Linked DNA regions of Mus musculus: all the other regions are linked to region 2. A link is a contact called in public Hi-C and HiChIP or PLAC-seq data. All regions are on one chromosome and are shown on one strand. Each heading gives the region's core, a stretch centred on a gene start, on an enhancer-like site or on the middle of the called end of the contact. The rest is flanking DNA. Distances are from core to core; before and after follow the strand shown. Region 1 has its middle 8.4 kb from the start of Gm42245. Region 2 holds the start of Lmbr1 (limb region 1). Region 3 overlaps Ube3c (ubiquitin protein ligase E3C).

What was found. Hi-C and Micro-C count contacts between places; a contact is called where the count stands out from the background. HiChIP or PLAC-seq counts read pairs in DNA pulled down with a chosen protein or histone mark.
Region 1: an H3K4me3 HiChIP or PLAC-seq map of neural tube shows a contact between it and region 2, with 5 times the contacts expected there. The contact joins the enhancer-like site here to the promoter of Lmbr1 in region 2. A contact is called at or near these places in 15 of 39 promoter capture datasets (the 3T3-L1 cell line, the C10 cell line, the HPC-7 cell line and 11 more), 1 of 15 datasets of contacts at CTCF or cohesin (large pre-B cells), 8 of 484 Hi-C or Micro-C datasets (LSK cells, brain, embryonic stem cells and 2 more), 7 of 115 datasets of contacts at active chromatin or transcription factors (embryonic limb bud, embryonic stem cells, extraembryonic endoderm stem cells and 2 more) and 2 of 9 other capture datasets (liver and pancreatic islet).
Region 3: a contact with region 2 is called in a Hi-C map of the HPC-7 cell line, with 1.5 times the contacts expected there. The contact joins the enhancer-like site here to the promoter of Lmbr1 in region 2. A contact is called at or near these places in 2 of 39 promoter capture datasets (the C10 cell line and the HPC-7 cell line), 2 of 15 datasets of contacts at CTCF or cohesin (large pre-B cells and pro-B cells), 16 of 484 Hi-C or Micro-C datasets (3T3-L1-derived adipocytes, B cells, the G1E-ER4 cell line and 12 more), 3 of 115 datasets of contacts at active chromatin or transcription factors (bone marrow-derived macrophages, epiblast stem cells and trophoblast stem cells) and 1 of 9 other capture datasets (pancreatic islet).

What each region holds. Positions count from the first base shown.
Region 1 is chr5:29,706,829-29,709,658 of GRCm38.p6, reverse strand. No RefSeq gene overlaps it. Among named protein-coding and RNA genes, the nearest start is that of Gm42245, 8.4 kb to the right of the region's middle. Within about 2 kb of position 1,323, at least 93 of the 459 cell types and tissues checked have an H3K27ac peak or open chromatin away from gene starts, as enhancers often do. A contact at or near this core is called in embryonic limb bud, extraembryonic endoderm stem cells, neural tube and 1 more, where this site is marked.
Region 2 is chr5:29,377,067-29,379,766 of GRCm38.p6, reverse strand. Lmbr1 (limb region 1) reads left to right here and starts at 1,377. Exons shown (of 17, transcript NM_020295.3): 1 at 1,377-1,640. The coding sequence starts at 1,575.
Region 3 is chr5:29,640,146-29,642,942 of GRCm38.p6, reverse strand. All of the region lies in intron 17 of Ube3c (ubiquitin protein ligase E3C), which reads right to left. Among named protein-coding and RNA genes, the nearest start is that of Gm42245, 58 kb to the left of the region's middle. Within about 2 kb of position 1,277, at least 3 of the 459 cell types and tissues checked have an H3K27ac peak or open chromatin away from gene starts, as enhancers often do. A contact at or near this core is called in the HPC-7 cell line, where this site is marked.

The sequences.
Region 1 (2,830 bases), core at 74-2,573, 330 kb before region 2:
ACAGCCAGATGGCCCTCACAGCTTCTTTTCCTATCATAGTCATTCAGTCATTCATTCAGGTGTTTAACAAGAAATGTCCCTCATAGGCTCACGTATTTAAATGGTTGGTCCTCCATTGGTGACACTATTTTGGGAGATTATGAAACCTTAGGAGTTGGAGCCTTATCAGAGGAAGTCAGTCACTGGTGGTCAGTTTTGAGAGTTCATAGCCAGCCCTACTCCAGTTTGCTTTCTCTGTCTTCTGTGTGTGGGTTTAGGTGTTACCTCTTTTTTTTTAATTAATTAATTAATTTAATGTATATGAATGCATACACTATAGATGTCTCCAGACACACAATAAGAGGGCATCAGATCCTATTACAGATGGTTGTGAACCATCATGTGGTTGCTGGGAATTGAACTCAGGACCTCTGGAAAAACAGCCAGTGCTGAGCCATCTCTCCAGCCCCTAGGTGTTACCTCTTAGCTTCATGCTTTAGCTGTCAGCTCCCATATGTCCCCCACCATCATGAACTCTCCATCTCAGATAAATTTCTTCTTCCTTAAATTGGTTCTGGTCATTTAAGACAAAAATTTTTGTTGTTGGTCTTTTTGTTTTGTTTTGTTTTGTTTTGTTTTGTTTTTTGAGACAGGGTTTCTCTGTGTAGCCCTGGCTGTTCTAGAACTCACTCTGTAGACCAGGCTGGCCTCAAACCCAGAAATCTGCCTGCCTCTGCCTCCCAAGTGCTGGGATTAAAGGTGTGCACCACCACTGTATGTATGTATGTATGTATGTATGTATGTATGTATGTAAGTATGTATGTGTGTATCTGTGTTCATATACCCACAGAAACCAGAAAAGGCTATCCCATCCCCTTGAGCTAGATTTATAGGGGACTGTGAACTGTGAGCATGGGTGCCGGGAACTGAACTCAGGTTACTTGAACAAATAGTAAGTGCTTTTAACCATTGTGAGCCTGGTCATGGTGTTTCAGGACCTCTCCAGCCCTGGTCCTGGTATTTTATCACAGCAATAGAAAGTAACTAACACATTGATACAGCTAGGGTCAGAGCCCTCAAGTGTGCTGGACAAACATTCCACGGATGGGCCACACCTCAGCTTTCCCTCTGCTTAGAAGAAAAGCAGTCATTGTACTCAGGGCCACCCTAATCCAGCATGACCTCATCTTAACTGCCTACTCTGCAACAGCCCTATTTCCCACGTGGGACTGGAACATCAATATAACTTTTAGAGGATCCGGTTTCAGAGGCTTGTTTACAGCTAACGAAGACTCTGCTGCCCCCCTGGGCTGTCTGGGTTCAGCACGCACAGCAGTACCAGGAAGATAGACCCCCCTCACTGGAACAGCAGTCTCCAAGACCCACAGCTGACTCACCTTGGCTTTGCAGACTCACACACATCGCAAACTTTGACTGTGGGTGAATAATAAGTGTCTCCAAATGTATGACATGGAATGTTTAGTGAAGGGAGTGGTTCTGATGCTAAGGTCTTGTTCCATAATTGGTTCTTGATTTGTCAGTAATAAAAGCCAGGGAATAATTGTTGGGCAGGAGGTACAGGCAGGATTTTCAGGTCCCAAGAGAAAAAGGCAGATCTGAGGAAGGAGAGAAGTCTTTCTGCCATGCTTTGGAGGAAGAAGAATGCAGCAACCGTGTGAGGTCTCAGTGGGAGCCGAGGCCTGTGGCCTCCACTATAGGCAGGTGGCCAAGGATGTTTGGCAGGGTCTAGGTGGGTCTAGTCACTGAAGTTTAGGGTAAGTGGAGAGGTCCTCTGAAAGAACAGCCAGTGCTCTTAACCAATGAGACATCTTTCCAGCTCCTTTTAATAATTTTTAATGTTATTCTAGTTTCATCTCTGTTACTGTAATAAAACATACTGTAACACAAAGCTACTTAGAGGAGAAAAGGTTTCACCTGACCTACAGGTCCAGGTGATAGTCTACCTCTGAGGGAATTCAGAGCAGGAACTCAAGGCGGAAACCTGAAGCAGAAATCATGGAGGAATAGTTTTCTGGCTTAATCACTTATAGGCTTTCTTACATAGCCCAGGACCTCTTGCCTAGGGTTGATACTTCCCACAATGCGCTGGGTCCTCTTATATCATTTACTAATCAAAATAGTTTCTCAACGTGGCCACAGGCCAGTCTGATCTAAGTAATTCTTCGGCTAAGACTTCTCTCAGATGACTTGAGGCTGTGCCAAGTTGACAAGGCTAACTATGACAAATGTTAAAACATGGTTTTCATACTCAAATGATGGGAGATTTACATAGACTAACAATTGTGAATCAATGACCTCGCAAGGCCAACTGGGTCATAGACCACATGTAGCCACCCATCCTGCCATGTGGCCTCTGCTGGCTAGGTATCTCCTAATGGCAACCCATTCTTGCCCTGGAATCTGATGATCTTAGCAGACTGCTTGTTGCCACAGTGGGACTACTGGGAAGAGTTTCATCAGCCAAGCCTTTGGGGGTTTCTCCAGGAGCTGGCACCTTTGTTTTCAGACCAGCAAATTTCTCCTGAAATCTCTGGAGAGTCTGGAGCTAGGCCCTGGGGTGGTAGTGCATGCTGGTAGGTGAGTGGAATGGGGGTGAGGTGGAGGAAGTCTTGCTACCAGCATGAAGGCTGGAAATGGAGTGCAGCCTCGTGATAAGTAACTCATCCAGAGGAGGGATAGAAAGAATCGCACATCTCCAGGTTCTTCCAAGGGGGAGTGAGATGCAAGGACAGTTTTGAGTGACCAACAGCAATGTCAGAACAACTTCATGATGGGGGCCTCTATTGCTGGGATTGGGATCCAGCAAGTCCTGGATCCGATGACATCAGCC
Region 2 (2,700 bases), core at 128-2,627:
GGGGAGTGGTGTCCATTTTTGAAGTTGGTTATCTTGGCTAAGTTTAAAAGTGCCAAAGAAAATGAAACAAATAAAACTGAATGAAAGCTGGGTAAGCTTCCATGAATAGCCCTGCAACAGAAATGTAAGGGTTTAAATGGTTGCAGTATTCAATTGGAAAGATGTGAAATACTTTCTGGAATATCTGCCCCAGAGCTACACACCTCAAAAGCTGATGTGTTTATCCTTTGATTTGGACAGATTAGCCCAGGAATCATCCAGATCAGTTCAGGTGGGTATTTAACCTAGCTCCCAGAACGCGGTTGTCCAGGAAAAAGGTCTTTTTCCTTGTTCTTTAGGGCTGAGACATTTAAAGACACGTCAAAGGCAAACTGGTTTGAATTCAGACACGTTGTTGCTGACTGATGAGCCTGCTGTATCGGGAACACACGCTGGGAGCAAGACTCAGGTTCCCCAGGCTCTTCTACCAAATGAACCCAGAATCAAAATTGCAAATAATCCTTTTAATTCCAGCTGTTTTGGCCCAGGCCTTTAATCATGACTCCCCGGAAGCAGAGGCAGTCGGATCTCTTGAGTTTCAGGACAACCAGGACTGCATAGAGAACCCTGTCTAGAAAATCCAAATCAACCAACCAAATACTCCTTTAAATTCCAATTTTAAAACAAAAATTGCATAATGAAGGGAAATGGCTGTGTTGGCATACTTAGTCGTGCCTCATATCAAGGGCGTTGTTTAAGGCCTACAGAGGATCATTAACCATCAGAGCCCATCTTCAGACCTGGGGGCCCTAGGCTATCTCAGTTCTCCAGGACAGCGGCTCTCCTATCTCCGCAGAGGCAGAAGGACTTCAGAGTGCTAAGCTGCAACGGCTTTCCCGCTTTGCACTTGCTTGGGAGAGAAATTTTCCGTAGTAGGCCCTAGGTCTTTAAGGTTGGTCGAGCCCAGTGCTAAACTCAGATTCTGAGAACAAGGGTGGAGCAAGGCGTGATCCAAAAGCCCCGGGGTGATCCAAAAGCTTCAATAAACAAGTGAGGGCGGGTGCACCTGTGCCCGGATCTCCAAATCCCGTTCGCACCAGGGCTTCCGCCTCTAGACCTCATCCCCTGCCTGGAGCTTCGGCCCGCCCTTACTCTGGGCAATGACTAACAAGGCTGGACCACAACACTTCAGGCCCAGCTCCGAGATTTATGTCCTGCTGCAGCACGCGTCAGAAGGCCACTTCAGTCCAGGACCCTAAAAACCCCGCCCCCGTTCCTCCAGTCTCTCTCCAAGGCGCCTAGCGACCTTCGGCCCAGCGCCCCACGCGCAGAGGCGCTCTTCTCTGACGTACGGCGCTCTCAGAGTGACGCACAAGTCCCGCCCCGACCTCAAGCCCCGCCCAGGCTGTGGCCATTCCCCGCCTCTTGTATCTTGAACCGCTTCTCCCTGAGCTCAGGCGGCGTTTTCCGATCCTGCTGCGGTCTAGGTGGCGTTTCTGTCCGGCCACGAGAGACTGTATAGCCCCGCCGCCCGCGGGCAATGGTGCGGCGGAGCGCGCAGACGCGGGCGGCCCTGCGGTGGGTATGAAAGGAGGATGGAAGGGCAGGACGAGGTGTCGGCGCGGGAGCAGCACTTCCACAGCCAAGTGCGAGAGTCCACGGTGCGTGGTCGGGCGGTTCCCTGGTGCTGCGCCGCGCGTTGGACCCAGGAGCGCAGCGTAGACCAGCACGGTCCCATAGTTTCTTCCCGGACCCTTCACGCATGTTGGCCTTCCAGCACCCCACTGGGTCTGCTGCAGACTGACTCCGACGCCCCGCATCACTTGAGACCCGTTCACCTGCTCCCCATCTTCTCACCTCTGTCACCTCCTGCTCTGTCACCCTACTGCTCTCTCCTCTTGTAGGTCTCCCTCGCGCCACCAGCGTTCTCTCCCCTCCTTTCTGTCCTCTCCTTACCTATGTTCCCTCCCCTTCATTCTAACTTCCTATCTTTCTCCTGTCACCTTTATACCCACCCACCACCCCGTACCTATGTCTTCCTTCCGCTGCGTCACCTGTGCTCCTCCCTTTCCCTGAGCTCCCTCCTATCATTTCTGCCCGCTTCCAGTCACCTGTGCCCACCTCTGGTCACCTGAGTTCGGCTCTCCTCCCAACACTTGTAGCCCGTCATCATCGGACCTCCTCAGTCACCTACACTTAACCTGCGTCCATTTCTCCTATACTCTCCCTATGCGTCCATTCAACTCATCTGCACCTTTATCATCTGCTTCACCATCTTCACCTGAGTTTATCCCGCATCTCCTGCTAACTGAGGGTATAGGGTGATGGGTGGCTGCCTCTTTTCTTCTAGCCGGGCGTGGTACCTGGTATCTGGGCTGAGCTTGCTGTGGCTCAGCTGTAAGTACAGACACCTGGCTTCCCAAGCTTCCAGCCCTGCAGTGGCTCTGGCCTCCCACCCGCATCTCCCTATACTCACACCCTCTCTAAACCCCTCTATCCAGGACAGAGTTAAAAACTTCCCGAGGAGTGTAGACAAGTCTTTCGTAGGAAGGGCGAGAGCAGGAACCTACAGTGCTGTCAAACAACTGCTCTGGAAAGGATGGACCCCTTTCATCCTGCTGTTTCTAGCAGGTCAGGAAGCCAGCTTGGCTCCCTAAGGTCTCTTTTGATGAGTGCCTTTCAGGATGCCCTACACTATTGTAAAAGAATTAGTTTGTGTCC
Region 3 (2,797 bases), core at 28-2,527, 260 kb before region 2:
GTATTCCTAGGGCCACCCTCAGAGTATACCTTGTAAAGGATTCTGGTCCTTCTGAAAGCTGATTTATGAAAATCAGAATATATAATTGAATGAAAATATTTTCAGCATAAAATCTAGCCTGTCGGGGCTGGAGAGATGGTTCAGCAGTTAAGAGCACTGACTGCTCTTCCAGAGTCCTGAGTTCAATTTCCAGTAACCATCTGTAATGAGGTCTGATGCCCTCTTCTGGTGTGTCTGAAGACAGCTACAGTGTACTTATATATAAAATAACAGTGTACTTATATATAATAAGTAAATCTTTAAAAAATAATTGTCGGGCAGTGGTGGTGCACACCTTTAATCCCAGCACTTGGGAGGCAGAGGCAGGCGGATTTTTGAGTTCGAGGCCAGCCTGGTCTACAGAGTGAGTTCCAGTACAGCCAGGGCTACACAGAGAAACCCTGTCTCGAAAAACAAAAACAAAAACAAAACAAAACAAACAAAAAATCTAGCCTGTCAGGGGATCTTGACACTACTGTTTCTAAGAACAAATTAGAAATACTTGATTTTATTTTAAAGTTTTAGTGGAAGAAAAAAAAAAAAACTAAGAAAGACTTATCTTCAAACTAATGTCACCAATTCTGCCCATTAAATTAAATAACACCAACTTCCTGAAGAAGGTACTCTCAGGATATGACATCAGGGCAGTCCAACCCCCACAGCTGCAGGTTGCTGAGAGCAATGGGGGAATATATGACCAGGGGTTGTGGCAAGACAATCCCGCAGTCCTCAAAGCACTCCTGGGTGAAGACTACTTCACATTCTCTCCATAGTAGAATTCTGTGACACTGCAATGAGTACATGGTTTCCATGGGTGAGGACAAGTCTGTAAACATCTGTGATCAGCTTCTCCAAGCTCTACTCAACCAACTTTGTAAATGGGTAGCTCAAACTGTTCAGAAACCCTGAGATGAAATGAGATCATGAACATCAATAAAGAACTGTCGCAGGTTATTTTATTATACTGTGAACCCCCAGATTCTGTTATTTACTTAAAAAAAGGAAAGAAAAGAAAAGAAAAGAAAAGAAAAGAAAAGAAAAGAAAAGAAAAGAAAAAAAGGCGTGTCTCAGCTTTGGCGCACACCTTTAGTACACACTTTTAATCGCTAACAATGAAGGTAAAGTTAGTTTGTACAAGGAAGCATACATGTTTGAAAGTGATGTCTAATTAGGTGGCAGACAAAGTGACAAATCAGATAAAGATGTGACAGAATAGGCCATGCCTCACTGCACGAGAAGAGGAAGGAAAGGGAAGCTATTTGATGAGCAGTGCAGAGAGAGAAAGGAATCAGTTTTACCAGGAGAGTTATAGTGAGACGGAATGAAGAAAGAAAACAAGCTAGACACACATGAAGACAGAATGAGTCAGAGAGTGAGAAGGAGCCAGAAGACTAGAATAACTGCCAGAGTTAGTTTGAGGCCAAGCAGAGCAACTCAGTCAGAGGCAGAGAGAGAAGCAGATTTTGAGCCAGAACAACTGAGATGAACCAGCCAGTCAGAGCTTAGAAAGAGCTAGAAAGAGCTTATTCAGAAGTAAGTCTCAGAGGCTAAAACATTCTAGGCCTAGATAAGATTGTATGTCGGTTAAAAGCTTCCAGGACTAGACCTAGATTAGCAGACAAGGCAATAAGCCTCCATATGATAATTACTTCACGAGAATAAAAGTTACATTAAAAAAAAAACTGACTTTAATGACTAGATGGTAAATGAAATAATCACATCAACTGACTTTATGTAAATGAAAATTAAGTACAGTAGTTTGAATCTTTTCTTGTAAGAAAATTAAATGTTCTAAGATTGTCTGTCTAGCAAAAACCTTTACACATGGTTTAAAAACCTTCATTTCTAAGAACTAAACCAGATCTGAAAAATTTTAAGTTAGATTAAAATAGCCTATTAAGTACAAAGTCTCTTTGGCTGAAAAGTTCACATACACTCCAACATTACAGAGGCCTCAGAGATAGAAATGCAGTTAGACATAGGCCTCATACCCTACCTGTGATGGTTTGTATATGCTTGGCCCAGGGAGTGGCCCAAGCAGCAGCTTTGGCCATGTAGCTCTAGCTTTAGAGTTAAGAACAAAAGGAACTACTGGGACCATTGATGCCGATTAACTGGAGCTAAGTAATTTGTGGTGATTAAGAAGAGACCAGCATCACTGAGGTAAAATCTTCTGGGAAGTGTTTTCTGAGAGCACAAAGTTGTGTTCCAGAGATAGACAAGGTTGTACTTCTTGCTGCAGCTGTACTTGGTAATGTGTAAGAGTCACCAAGTTGGTTCTGATTTTGAAGGCATGAAGGGGTCATGAAGAGCAGCTGGAGCTTGGCACTGTAAGAGGCCATGGAAGGCCACTGGAGAAGGTGCATCCTCAGTTGTAGTTGGCAGCCCAGGACTGAAGGGGTCATGCAAAGGAGTTGAGGATTGGCACTATGAAGAGAGCCTATGAGAGGCTATTGGTGAAGACTAGTTGCAGTGGAAGACCCCAACATATTGGAGATGTCAGTACCATGGGCTGATCGCCAAGAATAGCAGCAGCAGCGGAGTAGATCAACCTGATGACGTTAGTACAGAGGGCAGAGCTGGAGACGTGACACCAGCCCTTCGGAAGAGCCCAAAAGATCATGTGTGCACCCCAGATATTGAAACAAGTAGCTGTAACATTGGAGCTTGGAGACCCTAAGATGTTTGAGATGGCAAAGCCATAGGATATCTCCTGAAGAATGCTGCTAACAGAGAATGGAACCAGCCCAGGAAAGGA